Linked DNA regions of Sus scrofa: region 2 is linked to region 1. A link is a contact called in public Hi-C data. All regions are on one chromosome and are shown on one strand. The core of a region is the stretch at or near the end of the contact, and the rest is flanking DNA. Distances in the headings are between cores, read along the strand shown. Region 1 overlaps KIAA1217 (sickle tail protein homolog). Region 2 holds the start of KIAA1217 (sickle tail protein homolog).

The links. A called contact is a pair of places that touch in the nucleus more often than the background predicts.
Region 2: a Hi-C map of liver shows a contact between it and region 1, with 2.1 times the contacts expected there. The contact joins the promoter of KIAA1217 here to the enhancer-like site in region 1. A contact is called at or near these places in 18 of 47 Hi-C or Micro-C datasets (alveolar macrophages, brain, embryonic fibroblasts and 12 more) and 1 of 2 datasets of contacts at active chromatin or transcription factors (skeletal muscle).

Annotation. Positions count from the first base shown.
Region 1 is chr10:50,883,515-50,888,186 of Sscrofa11.1, reverse strand. The region is part of intron 2 of KIAA1217 (sickle tail protein homolog); the gene reads left to right. Among named protein-coding and RNA genes, the nearest start is that of KIAA1217, 150 kb to the left of the region's middle. Within about 2 kb of position 3,261, at least 5 of the 83 cell types and tissues checked have an H3K27ac peak or open chromatin away from gene starts, as enhancers often do. A contact at or near this core is called in liver, where this site is marked.
Region 2 is chr10:51,028,938-51,033,350 of Sscrofa11.1, reverse strand. KIAA1217 (sickle tail protein homolog) reads left to right here and starts at 1,341. Exons shown (of 22, transcript XM_021064229.1): 1 at 1,341-1,869. The coding sequence starts at 1,800.

The DNA of each region.
Region 1 (4,672 bases), core at 2,012-4,511:
TGGAACCCGGGAGGTCCCCTGCCTTCTTGCAGGTGACATCCGTGCGTGAGTGCGTGCGTGCATACGTAGGGGGCTGGGGAGACAGATAAGAAACTGTCACGCAAGTAAAATACGTAGTGTATCCAGTCGCGTTAAAAACATTAGATGAGGAGTTCCCATCGTGGCTCAGTGGAAACAAATCTGACTAGCATCCATGAGAATGCAGGTTCGATTCCTGGCCTTGCACAGTGGGTCAAGGATCCAGAGTTGCCGTGAGCTATGGTGTAGGTGGAAGATGCTCGGATCCCATGTTGCTGTGGCTGTGGCCTAGGCCGGCAGCTACAGCTCCAGTTTGACCCTTAGCTCCATATGCCGCAGGTATGGCCCCCCAAAAAAGATGACAAAAAAAAAAAAAAAAAAAAAAAAAACACTGGAGGAAAAGTCAGCAGAGTTCTCAAGGAGCTCATGAACCCGATGGCCATGGGCGGCACCTGCTTGGAGAATAAATATCTGTCACCTTGGTGGAGATGACAGGCTAACTCTTCCCAAACACTGTATGTCACCTGCAGGCAGATTTCTAAACCAGCTCACTTGTTTCCCTCTTTGCTACGTGGGGAGGGGGAGGATTAGGAAGGACCTCAGAGGTCTGTTCCTGAGACCCAGTCAGTCTTACAAATAGCTCCCCCCCCCCCAAGCCTTTGTTATCCTGTTGCCACCTTTTATTTGCATGATACTTGACTCTTTCAAATCTCTCACAGATCTGTTGTGTCACCCCCATACTGTAGAATGTAGGAAGGGTGGAGACTGAGACGCCCAACTGAAGACGAATGACTGGGATCAATATTCGAATATTTCACAGTTGGAGCTCCCTGGTGGCTCAGCAGATTAAGGATCTGGTGTTGTCATTGCTGTGGCTCTGATTCCTGCTGTGCCTCATGGGGTTCAATCCCTGTCCTGGGAACTTCTGCATGCCACAATTGTGGCCAAAAGATAATAATAAATCATAGTAGCTATAGCCCAGGCTGCCCAATAGGAACCATGGCCACAAACCATGATAGTGCAGCTACAGGGAGCGCTGGCTGAATGTCCGCCCTGCATGTGGCAAGTTTGCTTGCTTACTTCGTACTCTGTGTGTTGCAGACAATGGCAAAGTCATAGAAATAGTTGTGTGACCTTGCAAACCCACTCCTTTGAAGAATGGCATTCCATGGTGTGCGTACATATTCTAAGTTGATTTGGTTTGGGTTTTGGTTTTAAATCAGACTCCTTCCCACCATTGGACTCCTGAGAACACAAACACAGAGAGGTTCAGACGCTTCCCTCGGCCACATACTGCACAGGAGCAGCAGCGATCTTGTATTGATCAGGCTCTTACTAAGCCAGGTGCTGCCTTATTGTAGCTTAGGCACTGGCGTTAGCATTTTTCATAAGTTATCTTATTTCATACAGCAAGTGTAAGATAAGCCTTATTATTACTGTCTCCACTATCTTATGGATGAAGAAACTGCACGTGACCAGAGAAGGCAGCTTTTCCAAGAAACACGGCCTGAGGCAGCGTGCCCAAGTTCTCACAGATATTAAATGCTGAAATTGAGGCTCATGCCCAGTTTTCTTTCCAAAAGTTGCATTCCCATTACTGTCCTAAATTCACGACAGAATGACTTCGGCATCTTAGTTAATTAGAAATTCTTAAGATTTCTTGGGATTCTTAGTTAATTAGAAGTTCTTAAGATTTCTTAGGATTCTTACTTGATTAGAAATTCTTAAGATTTCTACCCTGAACTCTTTATGTTACATGTTGCAGCCTTTTTTGTTTATCCTTCAGAGTCCTCAGACTTCATCCTATATTTTAAGATTACGGTTGACCCTTGAACAGTACAGGTTTGAACTGCATGGGTCCACTTATACGTGGATTTTTTTCAATTAATATATTGGACATTTTTAGGAGATTTGCAATATTTTTTTTAAAAATTTGCAGAAGAACCACAGAGCCTAGAAATAGCAAAACATTAAGAGGATAATTTTTTGATGACTTTTTATCCTTAACCATTGTGGCTTAGCTGGTTAAGAATCCGACCAGTATCCAGGAGGATGCCAGTCTGATCCCTGGCCTCACTCAGTGGGTTAAAGGATCCTGTGTGGCTGCAAGCTACAGTGCAGGTCACAGGTGCAGCTTGGATCCCGCCCTGCTGTGGCTGTGGTGTAGGCTGGAAGCTGCAGCTCCAATTTGACCTCTAGCCTAGGAACTTCCATATACAATGGGTGTGGCCCTAAAAAGACCAAAAAAAAAAAAAAAAAAAAAAAAAGAAAAAGGTATGTCATGAATGCATAAAATTTATACTGATATATATATATAACATACAAAATATGTGTTAATCAGCTGTTTATGTTTTCAGTAAAGCTCTGGTCAACAACAGGCTATTCGTAGTTAAGTTTTGGGGAGTCAAAAGTTACACACAGATTTTCAACTACATGGGGGTAAGAGTCTGGCAGTGGTGGTGTGTCTCTAACTGCTCAAGTTCAGGGGTCAATATCATTGTTATATCAATTATAAATCTTAGCATGACTTACAGTCTCACAAGTCCACCTAATTTTATTCTATCTTTAATATTTTAAACATTTTTAGAAAAGGAATTAGGGAGTTCCCGTTGTGGCACAGCGAAAACAAATCTGACTGGAATCCATGAGGATGTGGGTTCGATCCCTAGCCTCGCTCAGTGGGTCAGCGATCAAGCATTGCTGTGAGCTGTGGCGTAGGTCACACAGTGTTGCTGTGGCTGTGGCATAGGCCGGCAGCTGTAGCTCCGATTAGACCCCTAGCCTGGGAACTTCCATGTGCCTCAGGAGCAGCCCTAAAAAGCAAAAAAAAAAAAAGAAAGAAAGAAAGAAAAGGAATTATATTACAATTAGGTTTCTCAAGTTTTTTTAACTCCAAATAACCCAAAATTGCTTTGGGATCCAGAGATCACTGTGTCTTCAGGATAAAATTATTTCTAAGATGGTTTCCCCAGCATTTGCTTTTATTGGGTTCTTTAGTTGTGTGTCACAGTGGCTACTAATTTTAAATCATTCACTTTCCCTTCTGTCACTGGTATTAACTATACGAGTGGTGGTTTTTTCAAACACTGGTTACACTTTGAAGCCAAAGTGAGTTTGTACAAGGGGCCCTGTGAGAGATATTGAAGAGGGCGAAGACCGAGGCAAAGCAGTCCATGTGGAGTGTGTCTTGTTTCCTCCTGAATTGGGGATTTCAGCTGCTTCCTTCTGTCATGCTAGCAACACTGTGTTTTTGTACTTGCTAAGTTCAAGGCGCCCCCTCGTGGTACAACGGACACTAATCAACATGAGAAAACAAAACAAGATTACAAGTGACAGAGGCAATTCCTTTAGATATAATCTTTTTGCTCTCCGCATTTTTAAGATTCTCAAATGAATAAAATATATTTTCTCCTTTTGTTTTAAAGTCATCTATATCTATGCAACTCATATTCAACGCTAAGCCTTTTCAAGGTAGAAACAAATCAGAACATCAAGAACAAATCATTAGATGACAAATTCCAGGTCTCTTATTTAAAAAAAAAAAAATTTTTTTTTTTAATTTTTTTTGCATCATGGCTCAGCAGAAACAAATCTGACTAGGATCCATGAGGATGCAGGTTCCATCCCTGGCCTTGCTCAGTGGGTTAAGGATCCGGCGTTGCCATGATCTGTGGTGTAGGTCCCAGACACGGCTTGGATCTGGCATTGCTGAGGCTGTGGCATAGGCCAGCAGCAACAGCTCCAATTCAGCCCCTAGCCTGTGAAGCTCCATATGCCGCAGGTGCAGCTCTAAAAAGGACAAAAGACAAAAAAAAAAAATTTTTTTTGAAATTAAGGGTATTGCCTGCTTATATGTTAAAGTAAAGCATCTTTTTGATAATGCAATATGTTTTTTTAAAAAGCTTCAAGTCCCTACCATTTTCACTCTTGGTCTGTGCCAAGAATTGTGTGCCGTGCCCTGCATTCCTCAATCTCAATTTACCCTCACAACAACCAAACACAGTAAATACTATTAACATCCCCACTTACAGATAAGGAAAGTCAGGCTTAAGGAAGTTAAATCATTACCACGTGACTTCAGAAGCAGGAAGACAGTAAGTAGTAGGCTTCCAGAAATTGATAAAAATAGCACTGTGCGTGGCTTGAATCTTGACCTTAGTGGAAACCAATAGTGATAATTCTCCACTTGTAAAGCAAAGAACAAGACAGTTGACAGTAAGAGAGGAGGAAGAGGAAACAAGCTTCTGTAAATTTAGAAACATGAATAAAAATCTGAGTGAAGGCTCTGGCAATTAGGTCTCTGAGTCAGAAGATGTGGTGGACACCTCAGTGATTATTGTGACAAGCTCTAGGGAGCCCCTAACATAGATGTGCTTTCACTAGATCTTATTATTTTTTCCCTGAATGCATTTTCTTTAACCATAGTTAGTCTTCCAACAGGTAAACTGCCCCCCAAGAGTCAAAAGTTAAGTAAAGGTAAACTGACATCAGAAAATTCCCAATTGCTTGGCGATCCCGTTGTGGCCCAGTGGTTAACGAACCCAACTAGTATCCATGAGAACAGGGGTTTGATCCCTGGCCCCTCTCAGTGGGTTAAGGATCCAGCGTTGCCATGAACTGTAGTGTAGGTGGCAGACACAGCTTGCATCTGGCC
Region 2 (4,413 bases), core at 92-2,591, 150 kb before region 1:
CTATCTCTGTCTGTACCCTGCCCCTATCCTTTCTGGCGTTAATAACGTAAAGACCAGTACAAAGCAGTTATACACGGATCCAGATAATCTGGACCTGGGGGCTTGAACACAGACCCCTCCTTCAGGAACACTATGTACCTGAGCAAAGAGGTTAAAAGGAGATTCCTCTGGCCTTGGCCGCAGGCCACCAGTGCAGAAACTGTGCAAGATTAGTGGCTCCTTAAAGCAAGATTACCACATCATCCTGTTGCAAAGTCGTGGAGTCCTTGAGTTGTCTGCCCCGTCAAGGCCACTGCCTGCCTTCGGCTGCCAGCCTTGGCTTTCACCTTCTGGGAGATCCACCCACCCGATTTTCTGGGGTTTCAAGAAAAATCCTTTTAGGAGTTGAGGGGTCTGTTCTTTGCTTCCTGATGTGAGCTGAGCTCACTTCCTGGCGTGATTACTTTCCATTGTCCCTTACGAGACTTCCGCATCATTTTGGTCCTAAATGGCCAAAATATGTCCCTCCCACTGCCAAAACACACAGGTGACTCGAGGTCGGAATCTGGAGAAGAGGCCAGCCATTGTTCTGCACACATTCTTCATCTAAATTAATTTAAAACCTTGCCCGAATGGCCTGTGAACTGGGTCAAGTTATGGTCAGCAGGCTAACCATTGTCCTTGTCTCCTCGCAGATGCTGGGGTGCCTACAGATGAACATATCATGCTCTTCCGACCACAGAGCATGTTACCTGTCCATATCTGAAATAACAGCACCAATGCTCGGATTATAGACCCCTCCTTTTTTTTTTTTTTTTTTTTTTTTGTGGACACTGAGCCTCCTATGTTCACTTTCTGGGAAATTTGCCAGGGTTTCAAGGACGGAGTAAAGAACAAAATAAATATTTGTAGGTAGTTTAAAAGGAGAGTAAGTACGGTGGATGTAATGGCCCATCAGAAGAAAAGCATTTTAATTGCCTTTCAGATATTTTAAAGTCATTAACTGGATGAGAGCTTCAAAAGGTTGCTTTTTCTCGTTTACTTTTCAGATTTGTGATCAACGTGTGTGTTGGGGGAGGGGGAAGAGTCGAGAGCATGTAGGCAGCTGAGCACAAACTTAGAAATCCAGCTGAAGAGATTGAAATTGACTGTGTGAAAAATCAGCTGCCTCCGTGTGTGTTAATCAAGCTCTAAACAGTTGCTGCGCAAAGAGTTTACTTAAGTACAAAGCAGCATATACCCTTTCTTATTGTTCTTTTTCAAAGAGATTTCGCTGAAATTTGGGACGTTCTGCAGTTGGCTGTTTATTTCTCTGTCTCCCAGCCTATTGGGGAGGCTGATTCTGTGTCTGAGATTAGAGGCCAGAGAACCGGCTTCCAGCAAAGCTCCCGCCGGCGATCCTGTGCAATGTTTGGCCTCCCTGGCTGCCGAGGCGCCGCGGCTTGCGGCGGGGGAAGCGGGCAGTGTGGGTCCCGGGCAGGAGCGCCCATCACCTGTTGGGGCCTCCAGGAGCGCGCGGCGCGGGGCCGGCCGGGGCATAACCCGCATTCCTCCGGGACCGGCCCCGCGGGCGGGCGGACGGACGGACGGACGGACGCGGGGACGCGCGCGCTGGGACGCGGGAGGCCCGGCGCTGGAATGCAATCTTCCCCAGCGAGAGAGACTTTGCACCGGAGTGGAGAATAGTTTGGGGTGGGGTTTCGCACCGTCCCCTCCTCTCCACCCCCGGGCCCCCTTCCAGGCGCTTTCTGGAAGCCTTTTCAGAACTGCGCTCTGAAGTTTAAAAACCAGCGAGGAGCTTGGGCCGTAGGGCAGGGACAATGGAGGAAAATGAAAGCCAGAAATGTGAGCCGAGCCTTCCTTACTCAGCAGACAGCAGACAGATGCAGGGTAAGTAACAGGCTCATTCAAAGATGGAGTTACGGTTCCGCGTGTCCCTCGCCGCGGGCTGCTGCTTTTTATAACTGGAGACTGGGCGCCTGGCACAGAAAAGGCGGATTTCTTGGGGGGGGGGTGCGTTTTCCACACTGAGTGGAGAGCTGTGAGCTAGACTTTATCTCTGGCAGGATTTTCTTAAGCAGCAAAAGAAGTGGCGGGGTGATGTCACATTTGTAGCCCAGTAAGCAGTCACTACGTGCTGGATCTCCAGGCAGTGACAAATAGATCGCTAAAAGCGGCTTTTCCTAACCACTGCTCCCCAGCCAAGAAAGAGAGGAGCCCTTTCTGGGAAGCTCTCTCTAGGTAGGCAGCACTTCCACCCATTGGTTGGGGGGTTCCATGAAGTAGATGCTTGCCGGATGCAAGTTTTGGCGTATTTGAGAGTTAAATGGCAGAGTTTGGGGGCGTTTTATTTTCCAGATCAGAACAGCAGGGGAGCACTTGTCCGTGTGCGGAATAGATGGAACTCTGCAATTTTCTGTACGCTTTAATTCAAAAGTTGGGAGCTGTTAGACAGTTTTGCTAAATGTTCTCCCAGCAATTTCCCTTTAATTGTGTTTATAATAGGCTTGTATTTTCCGTAGGGAATTTCCAGAAGCTTGTGTTGTTCCGAAGAAATTTTGCAGTGGGGTTGGGTGGAGAAAGGACCTCTCTGCCCTCTGGTGTCCCTCGTCTATGCTCCCAGAGCTGATCCTGCGGTAGCATAGAGGCAGCATGTTCGGAGACCACACCGTCCAGAACCCCCAGCCCCCACCCTCCCCCAGGTTCATCCAGGGGACGATTAGTAACTGCTTGTGGGGCTGCAGCGCGGGTGCGTGGGAGTAGTGACTATACACAGGGGGAAAGGTGTGTGTGTGTGTGTGTTAAAAAGGTGAAAGGGAAGTAACAAATGAGTCATCCGCACTGAAAATGCAAAAGTAAGCCAGACAGAAGAAAATGCAATTAGAAGAGATAGAAATGCTCCCCCCTTCCCCCCCCCCACCCCCAGGGAAATGCAGGAAACCTTAAGACAAGTAAACCTGGAGTAAGTCCTCTTTGAGTGGTCATCTGGGTGGCTGTGTTTGTGCTTCCGAAGCAGAGCACTCTTCTCAGAGCACTCTCCTCCAGGGCTCCTGGTCAATGGGGCTCCCTCCCTTCCTTTTCTCCTCTTCTTTGATAGACAGAATCCTACAGCAGGAACTCAGCCTCTGCACTTCTGCTGAACTAAATGACTCAGAATCCAGAGGGGCAGTTAGAGTGGAACCGATTTGAGAAACAACTTTCAAACAACCACAGCAATTCAGAGATACTCAGAGGCTGGAGATGGTCAGACTGAGCGAGTGGGATCACTTTCTTCATTCGTTCAATGAATATTGAGCATCTGTTATGTAGGAGTGGCTGTTTTAGCTGCTGGGGATTCAGCAGTGAACAAAGCAGACTAAAAATACTTTCTTTCATTGAATTTATATTCTAAGGGCCAAGTTTGGGGGGAAGGGGAGTGGTAGAGAGAGACAGTGAACAAATACATGAAACAGCATGTTAGATGAGAGAGTTGCCAGATTTGGCAAATAAAAATACAGGATGCCCAGTTAAGTTTGAATTTCAGAGAAGCAACAAATAATTTTTTCAGTGTAAGTATATCTCATGCAGTATTTGGGATATACTTATGCTAAAGAATTATGCGTTATTTATCTGAAATCTAAATTTAACTGGACGTCTTGTCTTTTATCAAGCAACCCTATTAGATGGAAATAAGGCTGTGGGGAAGAATAAGGCAGGAAAAGGGAAGAGGGAATGTGGGGGGTGGTGAGACTATAGTAGGTGTATGAGGGAGAGCCTTGTGCTGTTTGAACAAATGTCCTAAAGAGGTGAGGGAGGGAACAGAAAAGGCATTTTCAAAGAACAGCATCGGGAAAGGATGGGAAGAAAAGAGGATAAGAGGTAATTCTAGGCCAGATCAGAAAGGGCCTGTGATGCTAAGGGTAAGGACTTGGGCTTATTTCAAGGGAGGAGGGAGCTGCTGCAGGTCTGACTGGTCTTATAACGGGTAAATCCTGGGTGCTATACTGAGAATAACCCGAATGGGGGTGGGGACGGCAGGGAGCCCCGGTAGGAGGCTTCCACACACAGTCAGTACACCAAGCTCTAGCTTGGACCAGTGGGTAGTAAAGCAGGTAGTGATGAGAAGGCAGATTCTAGCTGTATATTGAAGATAAAGACCAAACAGCTTTCCCAAGGGATTGGATTGGGGATATGAGAGACAGAGGAGCCAGAGAGAATTTTGAAAATTTTGGCCTGTGCATTTGGAAGAATGCAGTTGTCTTTTCCTCTAGGGGACAGCGTTTGAGAGGAGCAGCTCAGAGGGTGTTTGTGGCTTGGGAAGTGGGTAGAGAGCAGGAAAGGTCTTGGCTATGGTGGGATGGAGAAGCTTATTGGGCTTCCAGGTGGAGAGGTGGATTGCGATTTGGGTGTTCCTGGCTGGACTGCGAGGGGATTGGAGATTGAGAGATGGTCTAG